2 separate regions of the Mus musculus genome follow, and region 1 is linked to region 2. The links are chromatin contacts, called in public Hi-C maps. All regions are on one chromosome and are shown on one strand. The core of a region is the stretch at or near the end of the contact, and the rest is flanking DNA. Distances in the headings are between cores, read along the strand shown. Region 1 has its middle 16 kb from the start of Gm4755. Region 2 overlaps Hs1bp3 (HCLS1 binding protein 3).

Region 1 (4,609 bases), core at 429-2,928, 430 kb after region 2:
ACACACACACGCACACACGCACGCACGCACGCACGCACGCACACACACACACACGTGTGGCTTGCTTTCTGCATAAACTTGGGACTGTTCTAGGAAAATGTATATTGGGTTCAAACCTGAGTTTAAGACTTACCTTACTATTTCCAGACTTTGGCTGTCAACAGCCTGGGTGCCCTAGTGAACTAAAGATTTACTTAGGTGTTTTATGTATATGAGTGTTCCGTCTGCACGTAGATCTGCATGGCAGAAGAGGGCATCAGATCACATTACAGATTGTTGTGAGCCCCCATGTGGTTGCTGGGAGTTGAATTCAGGGCCTTACTTGCTGAACCATCGCTGCAGCCCCGGAGTTTGATTCTTTTATGATTATTAGTCGGGTTTTGTGTGTGTGTGTTGTTTTTTGTTGTTGTTGTTGTTGTCTGTTTGTTTGTGGAAGGTTTTGATTTTTCAAGACAGAGTTTTCACTGTATAGCTCTTGGCTGTCATGGAACTCTCTGTAAACCAAGTTGGCTTCATAGAGCCCCTCTAGTGCTAGAATTAAAGGCATGTGCCACTCTTAAGTTTTTGTTCCTTCCGTAGGTGGGAAAAGGAAACACCATAATCCAATATTGCTTATCTTTCTCTGACTTCAGTTGTTTAGTTTTATCTTGGTTTGATCATTGCTATGAAAGCAGTTTTTTGGGAAAGGTGAAACTCTTGGAATTATCATGCCCAAGAAAGGGCCTGAGTCATCTCTGTCCTCAGGATGTTGTTTGTTTGTTTGTTTGAGCAGAGAGGGTAAGGAACTCAGAGGAACACTGTTCATTGTCTGCTCTTCCTCCACAACTCGCCCAGGCCTGGGGTAAGGCTTCTGGAATGAGTCTGGTGCTCTAGACCTAGAAGTCAGGAGGATGAGAGGCTGCAGTGTTCAAGGTGTGGTACAGAAGGAAGTAGAGGTCTGTCCTTTGGTCTTTAAGTTAAAGGCCCAACTACTTTCTAAGTCCTAAATGTCTTGTAGATTCTATACATAGGTTTTAAGTTTAAATGGTCAGCATGAGTTAGGGATAACAGTTCAGTGATGTGCAACTCTTGGACCAACATCGATCTGGCCTTTGGTCATCTCCAGCAACACAGGAGCACATCTAAGAGGCAGGCTTCCTAGTTATAGTAGGAACCTGGCAGTTTTGCTGTTAAAGAGCCAGCTGATGAAGAGTGCTTGGTGCTCTGACCGGTCAGTTCAGTTTTCATTATCTACCCTAGGTGGCTTATGACCTCCTGAAACTCCAGTTCCAATGCCCCCTGACTTCCCTGAGCACCCACACCCACATGGTACACATACATATATTTGTTGTGCTAGCTCAGCCAATTGGTAAGTCTGAGCATGTACCATCAAAATTGGGTTTGCCCAAAGGAAGCCACAGTAATTCAGAAGAACTGGTAATTTAGCTTTATAGCAAGGAAAGTGGAAATAAGGAAAATTTGCCCACTGGCATAAACCACTCCTTCCTAGTATCTCTGGACTTGATGGGAACAGAAGTCCAATAGGTGTCTGTCTGTCTGTCTGCCTGTGTCTGTGTGGAGGTATCCTGCCAATCAGCCTTTCTCAGAAAAGAAATGCCAGTAGTCTTACCTCTGCTGTATGAAGCACATGCTGCAGTAATTCCTGAACATGCTGGCAAGTCAATGTAGTTTTCTAGCGTTCTGGAAGTGTGCCTAGGGCTCTCTAAAGATAGCCACTGCTGTGGCTGTGAGAACAGTGATCAGGGCGACAAGGAAGGGTTTCTTTGGGCCGAATGTACCCAGTGGGTTAAGAGTCTGTCACCTTCACAGCTAGGAAGCATGGCAGGAAGCACCAGGCATGGTGGCAGAAACAGTTGGGAGCTCTCATCTCAGAACCCAAAACGGGGAGCAAGCAGAAAAGTCTTTAAGCTCTCAAACAGCCGTCCCCACTGACATACTTCCTACAGCAAGGACATACCTAAGGTTCCCCAAACAGACATGAACTGAGAACCAAGCAAGCATTCAAATGCTAGAAAACGGGTGGGGGTGGCATTTGTCATTGAAACCACATTCTATTCCCTGACTCCTATAGTCCCATGACTATATAAAACAAAAATGCATTTTGTTTGTCTAAGTCTGCATCATGATCAGTGGTGTACCTGTTTGAATATTGGGTCTCACCAGTTTATGGCCACCCGGAACCTGTAAATGCAACCTAACTTGGTAACAGGTCTTTGTAGTGAAGTCACTCTGTGCCCTAAATCCAGTATGGCTAAAGTTCTAAGCAGGAATTTGGCCAGGTGGTACCTACTCTTTGGTCTGTTCTAGCTGAGAGATTCTGATCTTTCCAGCAGACACCAACCTCCAGAACCTAGAGCTGCTCTTAGCATCCTGGCTTGTGATTTTGCCATACATTTCCCTCCAAATCATAACGTCCCCTCCCAGCTCACACCTCAATCAGGTGTTTTCCCAGGGAAGCAGCTGCTTCAGAATGAAAGGCACTTTGGGAGGGCAGTGACATCCCTCCCGTTCCATTCCTTGTATTTCCTCCTCTCCTGGCTGCCTCACACTCAGGGTGTCAGTCTGACAGCATGAAGTTCAGTACCGGAGCAGCACACATGCCTCCGTGTACATGAATTTAAAGAGCCTTACCATAGGACCCCCCAGTCCTACTCCTTGGGATCTACCCCTCCACACACCGAATACATAACACATGACCCCATCAAAAGGTGGCATGAAGTGGTTGTAGCAGCTCTAAGAGACTGCATCGGAACTGTCACCCAAAGGCTCACATGGAGCTGCATCCTCCCAATAGTGAAAGTATTGGCAGGCGAGGGAGCCGCGGGGGAGGGGGCGGTTTACCCTACTGGAAGTGTGCTGTCCTTCCAAGGGGATTGTGGGATCCTAGGTTCTTCCCTTCTTCTGTCTCCTGACTACAGCAAGGAGGCAGTTTTGTCACTCAGTGTCACCAAGACATGTTACATCTCTACTGCTTGAAAGCAACAGGGCCAGTCATGGCTGCAAACTATTCTTACAAAGTATTGTTAGTGATTTGTTGACAGGAATGGAGAGCTGACGTGACCATATCCATAATTGCCACAAATTCAAACCAACCTAAAGGTGAAATACTGTTCAGTAATTATCTTTGTTCTCCATTGCTGAGATAAATTATAACCAAAAGCAACTTGGGAAGGAAGGGTTTATTTGGCTTACACATCCTAAACACAGTCACATCAGAGCGAGAACTCAGAGCAGCAGGAACCTTTGCTTTCACAGTTTGTTCAATTTCCTTTTTAACACACCCAGAATCACCTGCCTAGAGTGTTAGCCCCACCCACAGTGAGCTGTGTCTTCCCACTGCAATCATTACTTTTAAAAAAAATGCCTCAGAAAAACAAACAAAAAAGTTGGGTGGTGGTGGCGCACACCTTTAATCCCAGCACTCGGGAGGCAGAGGCAGGCGGATTTCTGAGTTCGAGGCCAGCCTTGTCTACAAAGTGAGTTCCAGGACAGCCAGGGCTATACAGAGAAACCCTGTCTCGGGGGAAAAAACAAAACAAAACAAACAAAAAACCACCACCAAAAAAAAAATGCCTCACAAACTTAAAGGCGACTTGATTGAAGGCATTGTCTCAATTGAGTTTCCTTTTCCTAAGATGGCTGTAGCCTCTGTCAGAGATTGACAAACACACACACACACACACACACAAACTGACAAGCACAACTAACTACCAAGAACAATCCTAGAGGAAACCAAGGCTTGTGACTAAGAATGTATCCGTGTTATCACAACTAAAGCAGATGTACCACATCAGTCATTGCAGGGTGGAACAGGAGAAAGTGCTTGTTCAGGAGGGGAGGGAAGGGGGCAAAGGGAATGCAAAGGGAGAGATGGGGTGTGGGGGGAGAGGGGAAGAAGAGGAACGGAGGGAGGAAGGGGTCGGACCCCGACAGGCCTTTTCCAGGTGAGTTTCTGGTCCCATCCACAGGCGTCTATCCCCTCCCTAGGATACTCGGCTGGGAGTGTTAAGTAGGGAATATTCTGCCCCAGGTCTTTGAAGCCCATATGAGGAAATATTCACTCTAGCTTGGCGTTTAAGGCCCTTCACCCAGCTGTAGCCAGTGTCCCATCAGCCCTACCTGCTCCTGAATATTTGGGAAACACAATGGACCGGGCTCTGTTAGTAATCTGAGCCCGCCTCCTCCTGGCATCTTTTTCTTCCATTTGCCGGTTGTTCGGTTGTTCGTGAGCAGTAGTCTCCTGGCAACCCTTCCCTGACCTCTCTACCCACCCAGCGCAAGGTCCCATGTGCCTGAATTAGGCTTGGTACATTTTTTTTTTAAAAGGTGGCAAGGATCGTGCAAACAGAGCCTTTATCAAATCATCGGAAAAGTCAGACTCTCTCCCACGCAGCTTGCCTCTGTTGGTCCTGAAGGAGAGTTGCCTTAGTGATATGGCCACCTGAAAATCCCAGCAGCGTTGATTCTAATAGTGAAGTATTTATTTGAAAAACAAAAAAAACACCTAGCAGAGCCCAGAAGGTTAAGTTAAGGCAGACCCACGCCGCGAGTTTCTAGCTGCAAAATGGAATCTGGACTCCTCCTCACCCACCCTACTCTGTGTAGCTCT
Region 2 (4,337 bases), core at 389-2,888:
AGCCAGTGAGGGTCTGGTCCCCAAGGGTCAGGCAGTAAGGGTCCCAGGGTGACATGGGGAGACACCTATAATGCCCACCCCTTATCGGCCTCGCCCAGCCCTGGGGCCCTGCCATAAGGCCTTGTTTGCACTCATGCCATCTGTGGTTCTAAGTAACCATGAGTAGTGACAAACTGAAATGGACTTCTGAGGCTGCACCAGCCTTTGGCTGAACAACAGAGTTAGCCAAGTGGCTCCTTTTTTGGGTAGGAAACTGCTCCTGGCTGCCAAGTGCTGCCTTGAATTTCTTTCTCTAGTGGCAGAGTTGCGGGTGGGGACGGGGCGGAGGTCTTAGGTGCCTGACAGCCAGCCTGGGACCACCTGCAGCAAGCTCTGTGCTCTTGGGGGGCCCCTGGCTCCTGGATTCCGGGAACACAGCACCAAGCGGACTCCCCTTCCTGCCAGATTTTTTTTTTAAGGACCCATGTGACACCCAGTTGGTATTATCGGCTCTGTCAGGCATAATAAGTAATGTTTTTCGAGAGCTTTTTCAGTGCCAGGAACTGAGCTAACTGGTGTTTGCTTGGGAGCTCATGCTACCTCTGAGACTTGCACTTCTGAAATGGGCTGTGACCCGCAGTAAGTGCGGTATGCGTCAGGACATGTGTATGTGCTTCGTGTGGGACCAGGCGAGGTACGAGAGCACAGGGAAGCTCGCTGAGTGCACTCCGTGCTCATGGCTCCTCTCGGGCCTCATTTGTGAAAAGATTCATAATGTGCCAAATGGCTTTCTGGGCCCATTGCCGGAGCCGCTTGGGAAAGGGAGCCCTGGAGGCTGACACTGGGCATTGCTTTTGTTTTCTGTGGTAGGACACTGGAGCCTCTGAGAGTCAGATGGCTTGAGCTCGTTCATATAACCCCAAGTGGCAGCACCAGGGCTTGAGGCCACTGCAGGCATCTTTCAGCAATGTGGCAAGAGGTAGGGTGGGGCCCTTACACATAGGGCCATCAAAAGATTCGCCCAAGCGGGGACTCGGCCAAAGCCTGGTGGTGTGGTTTGCTTTCTACCACTGTGATAAAGGCCACGGGTGAAAGCAACTCAGGGAAGAAAGGCTGTCTTTACTTGGCTTACGCTTCAGGTTCATCCCTGAGGGATGAGAGACAAGAACTAAAGCACAGAGCAGGGAAGAACGCTACTCACTGAATTGCACCTCCTGGCTTGCTCGGTTTGCTTTCTTACACAACCCAGGCCCACCTACCCAAAGGTGGCACCGCCCCTGTGGCACCGCCACTGTGGGCTGCGATCTCCCTCCTCAGTCATTAATCAAGAAAATGCCCCACAGACTTCATGAAGGCAATCTGAAGGAGGCTTTTTCTCAGCTGAGGTTCCCTTCTCAGGATACTCTAGCTTGGGTCAAGTCAACATACATACATACATACATACATACATACATACATACATACATACATGAATAAACAAACAAACAAACAAACAAATCCATCTGGTATGTGACAGAGCAGGTCAGGTTTCCCACTCAGACACAAGGGCTGCCCACCTCACCCTTTGGGGCATTCTTCTTATCCTCGAGAGCTTTGTAGTCTGTATTTCCTCAGCAACTCTATACACACATCTCATATTCCCTGCTGTGGCCACAAGGGGGCGCTCGGGCTCCATTTCAGGAGTGTCTGCAAGGGTGGGAGCAGTTGGCACAAAGCGGAGTCTGCCGGGCCTGGCTTTCCTTTGTCTCTTCAACCTGCCTCTGACTAGGGAAAAGTCCGCTGTGTTATACCGTTATGGGGCACAGAAAAGCCCCCACTCTAGCCCATTGAAACAGCATTGCTTCTTATTTTCTGGGTTTTTGGGTTTTTTTGGGTTTTTTTGCTGACCCTGTCCCAGAGCCATCTGGACTCTAGACATAGCGTTCACTTCACCATTCCAATTAATGTTCTGTCTCAGGCGCCTTTCTCTGTCATACATACTTACCGTATTTAACTCGATTTTAGTGTCTGTGTGGCTCTGAGAAAATCGTGCCTTGCACTAGAAACATTTTCAACACAACTCAAAACTACCCAGGTCCTAGGGACTGATTGGCGAGAGTCCCTTCCCTCCCAGGAGCAGGGATATTTCCTGCAGCCTTCGCTTCTCTACTTCTCCCTGAACAAAGGGATTGTTTCGTGTCTGTGCCTCCACAGTTTGGAATGGTCTCTCTCCAGACTCTGAGCCAGTCCCTCAGCCCAGTCACTGCAAACTGCACTGTGAGCCCCGGCTTGTGGTACCTTTCATGGGCTTTTGTTGTGGTGGGCTATAATGTGAGGAACTTCACGGGTCCGGAGTCATCATTCCATAGAACTTTTCATCTAAATAATAGCCTCAGAACAAGGCCCCTGAAGGTTCTGCAGGGGACAGTATGATAAAAGCTCTTTGGGGCTACACATTTACCCTGTTGAAGGTCCCTCTTCTCTTCCACCCCTCCTGCTACTTCTCCAGCCTGCTTGCTGGTGACAGAGAACACAGCTGGCTCTTTTCCCTGCCTGTGAGACTGGTTTCTCAGGCTCTCAAAGAGAGGGGAGAGCCTGGCACCCAAGTGGAGAAGGCCTTTCCTTGGATACTGTTTTATCATTAGTTTTATATAAATTTAGTTTCATTTTTTCCATGAAGCAGCCACTTCTGTTGAACCTAAAAATGGCTTTTTGTATTTAGATGAAATTTCTGCTCTGGGATGACCCTCCAGTTTTTGCCCGTAGACACCCACCCACCCACCACCCGCTAGTCCTCCTGGATTTGCAAACCCAGCATCTAGAATCTCTGGGGCCTTGCCCCCTCCTGCCTCCAAGCAACTGTGGAATGCCTTCCTTGGGTGCCTCTTGCTAAGTAAATAACAATATTCTCAACTCCTGTCCTGGATTCTGAGCCAGGAGAGGAAGCCTTTGCTGGATACTCCGTTGCAGCAGAGAGCAGTTAGGGGCTGTGTTTCAGCCTGGAACCAGGTGGGGATACAGATTCCCAGGCCCCCTCGGCCCTGCGTGGAACCATGGCCTCTCAGTGAGTCTGTGTGTGCGAGTCATGCTGATACTCCAGGCACTAAAGTATGCAGAAGTCTGAGAGATGCCCTACACAGTGCACAGGTGAACAGGGATCCCCAGTCCTCCTAGTCTCCCCACCCCTGCTCCCCTTGACACTCTCTCTCTCTCTCTCTCTCTCTCTCTCTGCTGTCTGTCTTTACTGCAGTGGTTCTCTGAGGACCGGATACCATAGTGGAGCTCCCTAGGAGAGTCACCATGGTCCCACGTCATGGCTAGCCCCAAAGTAGGAAGGGAGACTGAGTCAAAACATTCAGCCACACTTACCAAGGGGTACAGTTATCTCTGCTGTGTTTCCCATCCAGGTACCTTTGCTCCTGGCCCAGCCTCAGTGAAGGGACTCTGGGGACTATGGTTAGCACGGTGGTTTCTGTCCTTTTTATTTGATTAGCAAAGGCTTCAAGAGGTTCACGAGGAAAGCCTCACACAGACCCCTAATGCAACGACCATACCCAAGTAGAATTGTCTTCATTTGAACAGGCATGGAAACTAGATCTTTGTCCTCTAAAGTGGCCCTAGATAACTTTAGAAGAGTCTGGGGCCTCTTGTAGCATCGCTCGAAAGCCATCGGGGAGGCTGGAACTCCAGGATGTATGGTCACCCCCAAAGGGATTCAAGGGTTCAGCATTCCCATCCCAGCTCTGAAGTGGGCCGAGGGCAGTTTGCTGACTCCAAGCTGTGGCGTCTTCAGGTATGGAACAGTTAGGGTTTCCGAAGCAAAGGGACCTCCAGTGGGGTGGAGGAGTGGGGGCTGTCTAGCGTTTCAGAACTTTTACACTTCCCACCAAAGCCCCCAAGGGTCTAGGCCCAAGAGTCCAAAAGGAAGAATGCAGAGTTCTTGGTAAAATGTTGTAACTAGTTTGTACTCATCCTGAGGCCTTCATGCGTCTTTCACTTCAGATGAACTATAGAGGGCGTTAGCTCCTATTGTTGAGCAAATCCCAGCGCCAGATCCTAGCTTCTGGGAGTCCCTGGATGGCACCTCCTGCCAAGGACAGCGGGGAGGCTGGCTTCCCTCCCACAGCGCTGCCCCTAGAGGAGGCGGTTTGCTAGGCTGAGGCCTTAATGGATACTTACCTGACTCCTCAGTCATGGGAGGTCATGTCTACCACCCTCCTGCTTGAGGCTGTCCCCAACATCAAGTGTGGCACTCCGTGTTCAGTAGGTCAGACTTGGCATTCTGGGTAACAGTTGGGGAACATTAGTAAGACAGCAGGCGCATGCAGAGAGTAGGTACTTCAGTGACCAGGTGGGTGGCTCAGACTCTTCATGCCCAG

What was found. Hi-C and Micro-C count contacts between places; a contact is called where the count stands out from the background.
Region 1: a Hi-C map of cortical neurons shows a contact between it and region 2, with 3 times the contacts expected there. The contact joins two enhancer-like sites. A contact is called at or near these places in 11 of 484 Hi-C or Micro-C datasets (the Ba/F3 cell line, the G1E-ER4 cell line, the HL-1 cell line and 6 more) and 2 of 115 datasets of contacts at active chromatin or transcription factors (astrocytes and embryonic stem cells).

What each region holds. Positions count from the first base shown.
Region 1 is chr12:8,752,618-8,757,226 of GRCm38.p6, forward strand. No RefSeq gene overlaps it. Among named protein-coding and RNA genes, the nearest start is that of Gm4755, 16 kb to the right of the region's middle. Within about 2 kb of position 1,679, at least 10 of the 459 cell types and tissues checked have an H3K27ac peak or open chromatin away from gene starts, as enhancers often do. A contact at or near this core is called in cortical neurons, where this site is marked.
Region 2 is chr12:8,325,368-8,329,704 of GRCm38.p6, forward strand. The region is part of intron 4 of Hs1bp3 (HCLS1 binding protein 3); the gene reads left to right. Among named protein-coding and RNA genes, the nearest start is that of Hs1bp3, 14 kb to the left of the region's middle. Within about 2 kb of position 1,639, at least 103 of the 459 cell types and tissues checked have an H3K27ac peak or open chromatin away from gene starts, as enhancers often do. A contact at or near this core is called in cortical neurons, where this site is marked.